Regions from separate parts of the Hordeum vulgare genome. Here region 1 is linked to region 2. A link is a contact called in public Hi-C data. All regions are on one chromosome and are shown on one strand. Each heading gives the region's core, a stretch centred on a gene start, on an enhancer-like site or on the middle of the called end of the contact. The rest is flanking DNA. Distances are from core to core; before and after follow the strand shown. Region 1 holds the start of LOC123448798 (protein REDUCED WALL ACETYLATION 1-like). Region 2 holds the start of LOC123448797 (pentatricopeptide repeat-containing protein At1g08070, chloroplastic-like).

What was found. A called contact is a pair of places that touch in the nucleus more often than the background predicts.
Region 1: a Hi-C map of leaf shows a contact between it and region 2, with 6 times the contacts expected there. The contact joins the promoter of LOC123448798 here to the promoter of LOC123448797 in region 2. A contact is called at or near these places in 3 of 6 Hi-C or Micro-C datasets (leaf and seedling).

Annotation. Positions count from the first base shown.
Region 1 is chr4H:419,593,213-419,598,803 of MorexV3_pseudomolecules_assembly, forward strand. LOC123448798 (protein REDUCED WALL ACETYLATION 1-like) reads left to right here and starts at 4,321. Exons shown (of 15, transcript XM_045125816.1): 1 at 4,321-4,511. The coding sequence starts at 4,443.
Region 2 is chr4H:419,180,093-419,185,241 of MorexV3_pseudomolecules_assembly, forward strand. LOC123448797 (pentatricopeptide repeat-containing protein At1g08070, chloroplastic-like) reads right to left here and starts at 1,444. Exons shown (of 6, transcript XM_045125814.1): 1 at 1-1,444. The coding sequence starts at 1,115.

The sequences.
Region 1 (5,591 bases), core at 3,071-5,570, 420 kb after region 2:
TTCATCCGAAGATATACATTTTTAGGGGTCGATATTCATCGTATAACTCAAACTCCTCAGCAACTTATAGACCATGTGTACACTCATGAACACATTAGATACTTAACCTATAAGTCTTCAAACCACCAGAATCACTAAGGGCACTAGATGCACTTACACCAAGACACCTCTACAATAAATAACCGATAGCGGGACTTGGATGCCCATATTGGTTCCTACATATTCCACGAAGATCCTTATCGGTCGAACCACGATTCGAAGGATTCAATCAATCCCGTATGCAGTTCTCTTTGTCCAACGGTATGTTACTTGCCCGAGATTCGATCATCGGTATCTCCATGCCTAGTTCAATCTCGTTACTGACAAGTCTATTTACTGTGATACAAGATCCCATCACTAACTCCTTAGTCACATTGATTGCGATCTATTTGTGATGTTGTATTACCGAGAGGGCCTAGAGATACTTCTTCGTCATACAGAGTGACAAATCCCATTATTGATCCATGCCAACCCAATAGACGCCCTCGAAGATACGTGTAGAACATATTTATGATAACCCAATTATGAAGTAACGTTTGATACACACAAGGCATTCCTTCGGTGCTAGGGAGTTGCATGATCTCATGGTTTTAGGAACAAATACTTGAGATGTAGAAAGTAGTAGCAATAAACTTTGTGATACGACTAAATGCTATGCTTATGTTTAGGTATTGTCCATCACATCATTCTCCTAATGATGCAATCCCGTTATCAAATGACAACTCATGTCTATGGTTAGGAAACCTTAACCATCTTTGATCAACGAGCTAGTCTAGTAGAGGCTCACTAGGGACACAATGTTGTCTATATATTCACACATGCATCTAAGTTTCCAATCAATACAAGTATAGCAGGGATAATAAACGATTATCATGAAAAATAAAATATGATAATAAACAATTTATTATTGCCTCTAGGGTATATGTGACCATGGGACGGGCCTGATCCATTCCTAAAAAAGCCCATAGCAGAAAACTAAGGCCCAGGCCCGGCCCTGACCCTACCATCGGGCCTACTTTCCAAGCCCAAGCCTGACCCATCTGTTGAGAATCCTGTCGGTCCTAGGACTGTGGGCCGGGCCCGTTCCTTAAAATCTTAATATGTCAAGCCCAAGCCTAGCCCGACCCTACTCGTGGGCTCAAAACTCAAGCCTAAGCCCGGCGCACGGGCAAGCCCGTCGGGCCTAGGCCCTGGATTTTCGGGCCGGGCCAAAGATGGCCAGGCATACTCTACTGTATATTTCCAACAAGTTTTACCCACTTTACTTAAAGTATATGCCAAAATTGTAATGAATTTTGTTTGGTTTATATGAAATCCAATGCGTTTGCATGAACTTCATCCAATTTGTTAAAAAACTGTTTAAAATGTATGCGAACAACATTGAATTACCGCCTTCTGCATCAATGTCTACTGGTCCATGTCCGGGGAAAGACACCGGAGGAAATTTGCGAGTCGTTGAAGAGGCCCGTAGAGCAACTCCAATGGTGCGACCCATTTCGTCCGCCGCCGTCCGTTTGGGTCGGCACGAACAAAAGAGGAGGCCCAACGCGTCGACCCAAACCCAAATCGAGTCCGCTTCGCGTCGCGCGGACGCATTTGCGGCCCAAATTTGCGCCCCAAATGCGTCGCCGCGGACGCGGAACGGACGCCACATGCGCCTTCTCGGTGTCCATCGCGTCCCCACCTGGTGGTCGTCCAACTGCCCGCGACCTACCTGGTCAGCTTAATTTATGACCTTGGGCCCATGCGTCAACGACGACGGTTGTCCTTTTCTAAGCCGACCGTGCGGCGGGGCCGTCCTCATCCGCTTCCAGCGAGCCCCCGTGCCCATCTAGCCACACTCGCTCCCCCGTCGCCAGCAAGCCCTAGCCACCCCAGCCGTGCCAGATGGTGCTCTTCTCCCGTGCCGGTAGCAGCAAGGCCAAGGGAAAGTCCCCCGCCATTCCATTCCTTTTCCCTCGGAGTTCCTTCCGCCTCCGCCGACGTGAGCTCGCCGGCTGAGGTAGCACGTCAACGTGCCACTGCACCAGACGGAGTGGCACTGGTAGTACCGCATGCCCGTCCCATACCTCGATGCCACCCTGCCGCACGACTTGCACCTGGATTCAGAGAGGATCCCAGTGCCGGCGGCGCCGTGGTCGGCTAGGGCGCATGAGGAGGAGGTGCGGCGTCGGCAGGCGCTCCTAACGCCGGAGCAACGCCGTGACCCCGCCTACGCAACCGAGTCGCCCAACTGGGCTAGCTAGTTCGCCTTCGAGCACGAGGAGCGCTAGGTGACGCAACGTTCACGAAGTCGACCGCACCGTGCCACCGCCCCCGCTCGTCGTCCGCGAGGAGGACCAGACGGCCCTTGCGGTGGTCTACCGGGAGAGCAAGGTGGACGAGCGGCGTAGGGCGGCGGCGGCCGAGCAAGAGGAGGCGGCCATGGCGCACGCCATGGCCCTCTCCGCGGCAGGCGACTGCGTCCTGCCGCCGGTGACCCCGCCGTCCCTTGTCAAAGCCGAGCCGGAGCCGGAGTCGTCCCCCATCGAGTGCTACTCCTGGACGGGAGTATTGCGCGAGTGGGTCAGCGCGCCACCGGTCTGGGTTGGGGCGACGCCGGCGCAGGAGGCGGCGTACCTCGAACATTGGCGCCAGCAACGACTGGCTGAGGAGCGCTACCACGGCGAGTACCTCGAGATGCTCGAGCGCGAGGCCGAGGAGGAGGCGCGCCAGGCCGCGGCGGCACAGCCCGCGCCCGACATGAACGCCCTCTGGAACACGACGTTTCCCTAGGCCGGCCCTGGGCCGACGCTCATCGACCTCACGGACCCCGAGGAGGACGATGACGACGCCTAGGGCAGCGCGACGCCTCGTAGTTTAGTTTGTTTTTTATTTTTTTTAAATGCAAATGTGGACGAGTGGACTCTCGCCGGCCTTCGTGACCGGCTTTAATGTTTAATTAATGTTGTTTTTATTTTAAATATGCGTGTATTCTTTTTTTTTTCTCGCGCCGACAAAATAGGTTGGACCAGCGTTGGGCGCATGCGTCGACCCAAACGCGGAAGGGGACGTTCATTTTCGTCTGACCGACCCAAACGGACAAAATCGTCGTCCATTTTGGGTCGCCCGTTGAAGTTGCTCTTCTCCCCTAATAATAAAACGCGTAGCGCTTCTGCCGTACGTCGTCGGTCATTTTGCAGAAAAACCCTTGCGTTTTCCACAAATCAACCCGTAGTCCGGATATAAGTGACAAGCACGAACCTTTTTTTGTTGTCTTGCAAAAAGACCTTCCTGTTTTCATGAAATCAACCCGCAATCCGTTTTGTCCGCATTTTACAGAACAAACCCTAACTTTTACGATATTATACGTACGTATCTCCTGTTGCACGCAAGTTAATGATGTGAATCATCATGCAGGTTTTTTTAACATTGTGAATCATGTAGGCCATCAAATTGTTAGTCCTGCGATATACTTCTATTTTGTTCCTCCGATGCTTCTTTGAGGTGTAAATACCTTGAATTTTCACATATTAAAAACAATGTCCGTGAATTTAGAAAATAGATTACTGATTTATAAAAATATTTGTTTATTCAGAAAAATTTCATGCGCTTCAGAAAATGTTTGTGAATTTTAAAAAAATCCTTCAAGTTCAGAAAATATGTTCGTCTATGCTAGAATTGTTCACCAATTCAAAATAAAATACTTAAAACCCGTTTAAAATAAAAAAAACATGATTTTTTGTAAATGTTTGTGCCGGGTGGATCGGATTATTATTGCATGTTTTCTATAAAACATTCTTGAAATTCAGAATAATTCTTTCAATTACCAAGATTTTGTACAACCATGATATATTTTCTTTAAAATGTAAAGCTTGCTTCAACTTGTGAATAAATTTAAAAGAAGAAATATTTTCTTGTTTTTATGCATAAAATTTTAAAATCAAGTGATGATGTGTGAACATAATGTGATCATCATCATTGGAGATTATAATATTTTTTTTCTCCCGTTGCAACGCACGGGTCTTTTTGCTAGTAGCACCTAGAGGTGATGCTCACCCATCTATTACACCTTGGAAGTTAATTTTTAGGTAGCCGGAGAAAAAAAAAGACGAGAAATCTTTCCCACCTAAATCTAACCTAACTCTTTCAGTTAGACTGTCACTTGCAAATCGCACCGACTGTGGGTCCCGTTGTCCATCGCCGGTGGCCCCGCATGCAGTGTCTGCGCGACTCTCCGTCCGTCGTATCACGCGTACCTCCATCCATCCTCGTTCCCACCTCGCCGTCCGCTTTAAACCGGAGAGGCCTTTTTGCTCTCACGCAAAGCCGCGCTTATTTTCTCTCGGTTACCTAATTTTTGCCCCCTTCTCCTCCGATTCGCGTTTGGATCCCAGCGCCAAAGCTTGGCGGATGCTGTAGAAATGGCGGAGGCGCTCGCGTCCGCGGGTGGGCTCGCCATGGCGGCCTCGACCTCTTTCACGCCCGGCCAGGTGAGCCCTAAATCGCTCCTCGATCCGGTGTCGGTGCGGCATTGCTGCTCCATGCGGATTCCTTGGGTGCTTGCTGGAGCTTGGAGGCGATTGGCGCGGGGCTGGAGTGGTGATGGCGGGGATTTTAGGGGTGGTGGTGGTGGTGGTTTTGGGGGGGGGGGGGGGGGGCACAAGACTGCAGGGTGCGCTTTCTATCTAGGTGGTTGAAAAGAAGTGCTGGAGATGGCATGGTTGTAGAATTTCCTCATGGGATTCAGCCGTGCTTTGTCTTATTTGACGGATTCCGAGATTGGTCAGTGAAATGGTTGCTGGCTGTGTTGCGCTCGCGCTTGGTTGGTTATTGTTGTCAATGTGCAAGTATTGCCCGTAGGTTAGGATTTAGTGCTATTCTGATTGAAGGGGAACCAGTTAACCTCACTCAGGATTGTGGTCAGTGAAATGGTTGCTGACTGTGTTGCGCTCGCGCTTGGTTGGTTATTGTTGTCAATGTGCAAGTATTGCCCGTAGGTCAGGATTTAGTGCTATTCTGATTGGAGGGGAACCAGTTAACCTCATTCAGGACAGATTACTGATGTGTGTCTTGGAATGGTAGTATTTAATCTGGGTTGGATTTTTAAGCTGTACGAACACATTGATGGATGAGGGATGTAGATCTGGAGACATCAGATGTTAAGATAGCCATTAAGATCAGCATGGATTTCTCTGTTGTATTCTTGGTGAATATATGCTCATACTAGTGATTCAGTGAGTGTATGCTAACCCACTTTATAGGTTTCACTATTCAGTCTATTGGATTGAATGTTGATGTGCTTGTTTTCTATACATGATTGTTCCTTGAGTTTAGTAACCGGTGTGAGGTTCAGTGGGCCAATTAATTAGTATGCAAAACTCTAGAGTATTGTGGATTGCAATAGTACAAGGGCTGAAGTTTAAACAGCATGTCTAGAAGGCTTTTTGTAACTCCCCCTAACTAAGTATGCATAGTGATGCTATTATCCCCCCATGAAGTTATATCTTTTATTGCAGATACTATAACTTATTTATTTTTTGGGACATCGATCATTGGAACTGACAGAACTT
Region 2 (5,149 bases), core at 194-2,693:
CCAGAGATCATTGTACTCCAAGAAACATTGTCCTTGTCAGGCATTGCACTGAACAATGTCATTGCATTTTCGACATGACCATTCTTTAGATAGCCTGCTATCATCGAGTTCCAGGAGAACTGGTCCAAGCAGTCACCGCTGTCAAACAACCTCCGTGCTGCAACAACATCCAGGCAACATGAGTACATGTGGATCAGAACATTCTGAATATTTAGCAGTGAACAAAGGCCAGCCCTGATAACCAGTCCATGGCACAGTTCCCCATTTCGAATCACTTCCGACTGTGCACAAGCGGCCACTACACTGACCATCAGCGCCTCATCCACAGGCCACATCTCTCGACGCATGCATGAGAACATGTGCAACGCCTCCGCAAACATGTCGTTCCGCTCAAAGCATGAAATCATGGCAGTCCACGTGAAAATATCCCTGCACTCAGCCTCGTCAAACACCCCTCTTGCCTCTTCCACCATACCCCTCCTCCCAAACAATGACACCATGGAGCTCACCGCTGTGGCATTCCGCTTTGGCATCCGTGCAAACACCCCAACCGCCTGATCAACGTCCCCTGCATGCACGTACGCAGCCAGGATGGTGTTCCACGAAACAGCGTCCCACACAGGCCCTGCGTCGAACACCCTGCGTGCGTCCCAGAGGCAGCCGCAAACAGAGTACATATGCATCAGGGCGTTCCTGAGGTACAAATCGTCACCAAACCCGTGCCTGATAGCGTGTGACTGCACCTGCCTGCCTTCACTTACGTCCCTCCTGGCGGCGCAGGCGGCGGCGAGGATGGGGTGGGTGTAGGTGTCGGGGGACGCCGGCAGGGAGGTGTAGAGTGGTAGGCAGAGGTGCGGCATCCCGGCGAGCAGGGCCGCCTTGAGGAGCGTATTGCAGGAGAAGGCGTTGGGGCAGCGGACGAGTCGGAGGAGGCGGAACGAATGGTGGATTGGGAAGGGGAGGAGGCGGGTAGCGGAGGTGAAGAGGAGGAGGCGGCTGGCGGCGAAGGCATCGGCGAGGAGGCCGGAGGCGATGAACTGGCCGTGAATCTGGAGGAGATGGCGCACGGAGGAGCACCGAGCGAGTTGCGCGTCTAGGAGAGACACCGTGAGCATGGCCGGCGCTACGGCGGCAAGCGCCACCAGCTGCAGGTTAGGACTTCTTTGCGCGTAGGCTATTTGTCAGTTGTCTGAAAAAGTAATTTGGGTCAGTTGATTTTTCTCCCTCCCTTTCTTCAGTCTGTGTTGCTGTACTGTGCAGCCCAACCAAAACCGAACTACTCCAGACCGAACTACTCCGATGCTGTTCCTTATTATCCTTCTTCCCTGCAACGGGGGAAATCCGGCAAGTTGGTTCAGACAGTGAGAGCAATTTCAACGGGTCGATCCAAACAGATGGCGATTTTGTTCGACTTTTATCGTTTGAGTCAGTCAGGCGGACACGAACGTCCGCTTCGATGTTTCGGTCGACGCATGTGCCCAACGCTGGCTCGACCCATTTTTGTTGACGTGCATCAAACATGCATAATATTAACGAAAATGACCGTTTAAATATTAAAAAAGCCGGCCACGAAGGCCGACGAGAGTCCACGCGTTACATTATTAATGAAAAATAAGAAGAAAAAAACCTAGGCGTCCTCGGCAGCGGCGTCGAGGTCGGGATGTGCCGGAGCGGGGACGGGCTCCGCCAGCGCGGGTAGTGCTGGTGTCGGCGGTGGCGCAACAGCACGGGCACGCTCGCGCGCCTGTTGCATCGCCATCTGAGCTTTAAGGTAGACGCCTCCTGTGGAAGAAGCGCACTGGCGCGGACAACGAGGGTGTTCGAGAAGAAGCCGGGCGTAGCACGGGCGCGCTAGTGCGCCAGGTGCATCGCCCTCGTAGCCTGCAGGTAGGCGACCTCCTCTGACAGCATCGCACTAGAATAGACGACGCTGTTGTCGCCGTTGTCCATGGCTGCTGGGTCGTCGATGAGGAAACAAAGGGGTGACGAGATGTGGACGGGCGGGCTTCTGAAAGCAGATGGCGGAACCCACCGCACGCTCGGATTAAAAAAGACCGGCCGCGGTCGCCGACGCGTGGGCCCGAGGATGGCGGCCGTCATAAATTATATTGACCGCGGTGGTTGGGGGCGGACACAAAGGGGGCGCGCGCGTCCGCTTCGCGTCCGTGTTGGCGCATTTCAGTTCCAAATTTAGGCCGGAAATGGGTCGGCGCGGACGCGAAGCGGACGCATTTTGACAATGGGTCGGCGCGTTGGGCCATCATTTTTGTCCGCGCCGACCCAAACGGACGGCGGCGGACGAAATGGGCCGCCCCATTAAAGTTGCTCTGACGACGCTATGGCGTCGTTACCTTCTTGGAGGCACTGTTCGGGGTGCTCGCGGAGTCCCACTACAGTGTTTAGTGCTAGAGTTGGCCTCCTCCTAGAGTGTGGGCCCCTAAGGCTCAATGTACACTGATGCGGCATCTCTTCGACGACGCTTACCTCAGGTCCAGTCGGGTCCTGCTGTCCACTCGTCACTTTCTTCGTCGACATGGATGGGTTGTACGCTGACACGTGATTGCCTGGAGTTTAGTTTATACTTTAAGTTGTTTGCTACGGTTGTGATGCGGTCTTGTGGCTCTGCGTCATCACCTCTCGCCATCTTGACAAAGTTTAGGCAAGGTTTGTCCTTGTTGTTGTGCATGTGGTTGTGCGTTGTAAGCCGGTTGGCAACTTTTATATGTTTTTTAGTCTGATTTTTCTTATAAACTGAATCAATCCTTCTTTATACCACGAATTTAGCAATGCTTTTACTGTGACACTCAAAAAAGACCAATGGATAGTCAACACACAAGACTCAGCCATTCAGGCATGTTGTCACGTCCGTCCATTTTTATATTATAAAACTGATTTATTTTATGAATATATGATGATATGAAATATGAACATTAAATGTGAAAAATAAGTTGCTTGGAATTTAAGAACAACATACAAAATATTTGAATTAGCAAAAGAGAGCATCGGTACTTGTTTTAGCACCGTAATGTGTGCAATGTAGTTGTAAGATGAGTCGCAAAATCTAATTCTAGCCTGCTAGGTGTTTTAGCTACAACGTTATATTAGAGCATCTACAATTGATCTGAATAAATTTAACACTCTATATGTCTACGTCCGGAACACTTCAAATGCTCATTGCCCGTGCATGCAACCTCATTTTTTCTCTATATGTTTGTTTACATATATGAATGACGGAGATGCAAAGAGAGAGAAAAAAGAATAAAGAAAAAAAAAGTGGTTCGGGGTGGGTCAAATCTTACTTGGTGGACTGTCCTCTAACAGCCCGAGACCGATGCTCCACAAGATTCTCCTTTTATTCTGTTGTCGTCGTGTTAATTATTTGTTTGTCGCATTCATCATTGCATCATGCGCATCATCCGCATTGCATCAGCACTTCGTTGCCGTCAATTTTCAAAACTTGCATCAGTTATTACTTGTCGGTTCTCTCCGTTTTCGTCATTGACCGTTTCGAGACCAACCACACACGCACGCGCCCGCGGCATCGATAATATACTTGTTTTTAAAAGTGTGTATAAAATATTCTCGGATTGGGTTGAAATTGGCTTGCGGTCTTAATATAGTGTAGGTATGCCGCCTGTCAATTTTTGTCGCAATCGGAGTTTGTTTGATACCCCAACCGTTAAACCTATAGCGACACTATAGCTAGTCTAATCGCGAGCGTTTCGGTATTTTAAACTATGTCGCCGGTTGCTCATTTTCCCTCTCATCCCCGCCTAGCCCCTCTGCACAATGCACCGACCTGCCCGCAACCTAGTCCAGAAACCTCCCGGAACCCGAACAGGGCGGTTGTGACCATTGAGTCCAGATCAACCCCGTTTTACTGCAAGCCGTCGTCGGTTTGTTCATTGGACCCTTAACCTAGTTATTTTCGACCGTCCAATTTAAGTTGGAGGGTCCAAATAGCCCCTGGACCTAAACCCATTTACTATATATGGATCCACTTAGCCCAGTAAGACCAAAACCTAGGGATCTTCCCTTGTCCCATCCAGCGCCGCCACCCCACCTAGTATTTCCCATCCAGCCAATCCCCCCAGATCCACTGCAGCAAGTCGAAGCCAGCCAGCCAAATCCATCCATCCATCGTTGATCCTCCTGCAGCCAACCACTGAGCACATCAGCCACCTCCTGCATCGAGCCATGCCTCGATCCAACAGCTAGAGCACCCGCAGCCCCGCCCCCTCGTCGCCCGAGCCAAGCCTCCCACACGCGCCACCATCCCTCGAGCCCAGTGCAGGCAAGCCGTCGTCGCGCCCTCGTCTTGAATCCGAGTCCGCACAGCCATGGCGCCCTTGAGCCCAATCCACGCCTCCGTCGGCCGACGAGCCGCCGGACTCCACCAGTGATGCCCCGTTGTTGACCTTGCTATCAGTCGGTGCCACTCGACTTGTGCTCCTCTCCTTCCCTGTTTCTTCTTCTGCTCATACTCACCTTGTTCCCTCTCTCTCTCTCTCTCTCTCTCTCTGCATCTACGAACACGCGGAGCACCATGGTTGGCTGCCGCCCGAGCTCGCGCCCATGCTCCTGGATCCGCCCCGTTCGGCAAGGACGAGACCCGGTCAGATCTGACCATCCCCAGCCCCTGCATCCATCCTCCACCGCTCAGATGAGGACCATCGCCGTCCTCGCCCCGTAGCTCAAGTTCGAGCGACGCCAGGGACGATGGCCTTGTTGTTTGAAGTGAGAAGTTCCCTTCCCTCGATCTTGAGCTTTGTATTTGGTTATCCTTTTGATACGTTAGGTTGTTTAGGTTTTCCTTATGTTTCTGCCAAGTTAGATGCAGTAGCCTGAGTGGCTAGTGCCATCTCGTTTTACCCAGTAGACCAGGATTTGAATCCCTGGCTACACATATTTTGTTGCCCACCATATTAGTATGTTTTCTGCACTTTTGTTGCAACATATGTAATCTTGCATATTTAGAGTATATGTCACTCTTTTAAAACGCTCGTTTCTTTTAAACCGTGCGTCGGATCGAAATGATTTAGATATGTAAAACATGTAGAGTTTCGTGTAGATTAATATTTTTCCAACTCTCATTCATATTTAAAATTGTTAACCTTGTTGTTTGCCTCGTTTTGCGTGATAATGTGTT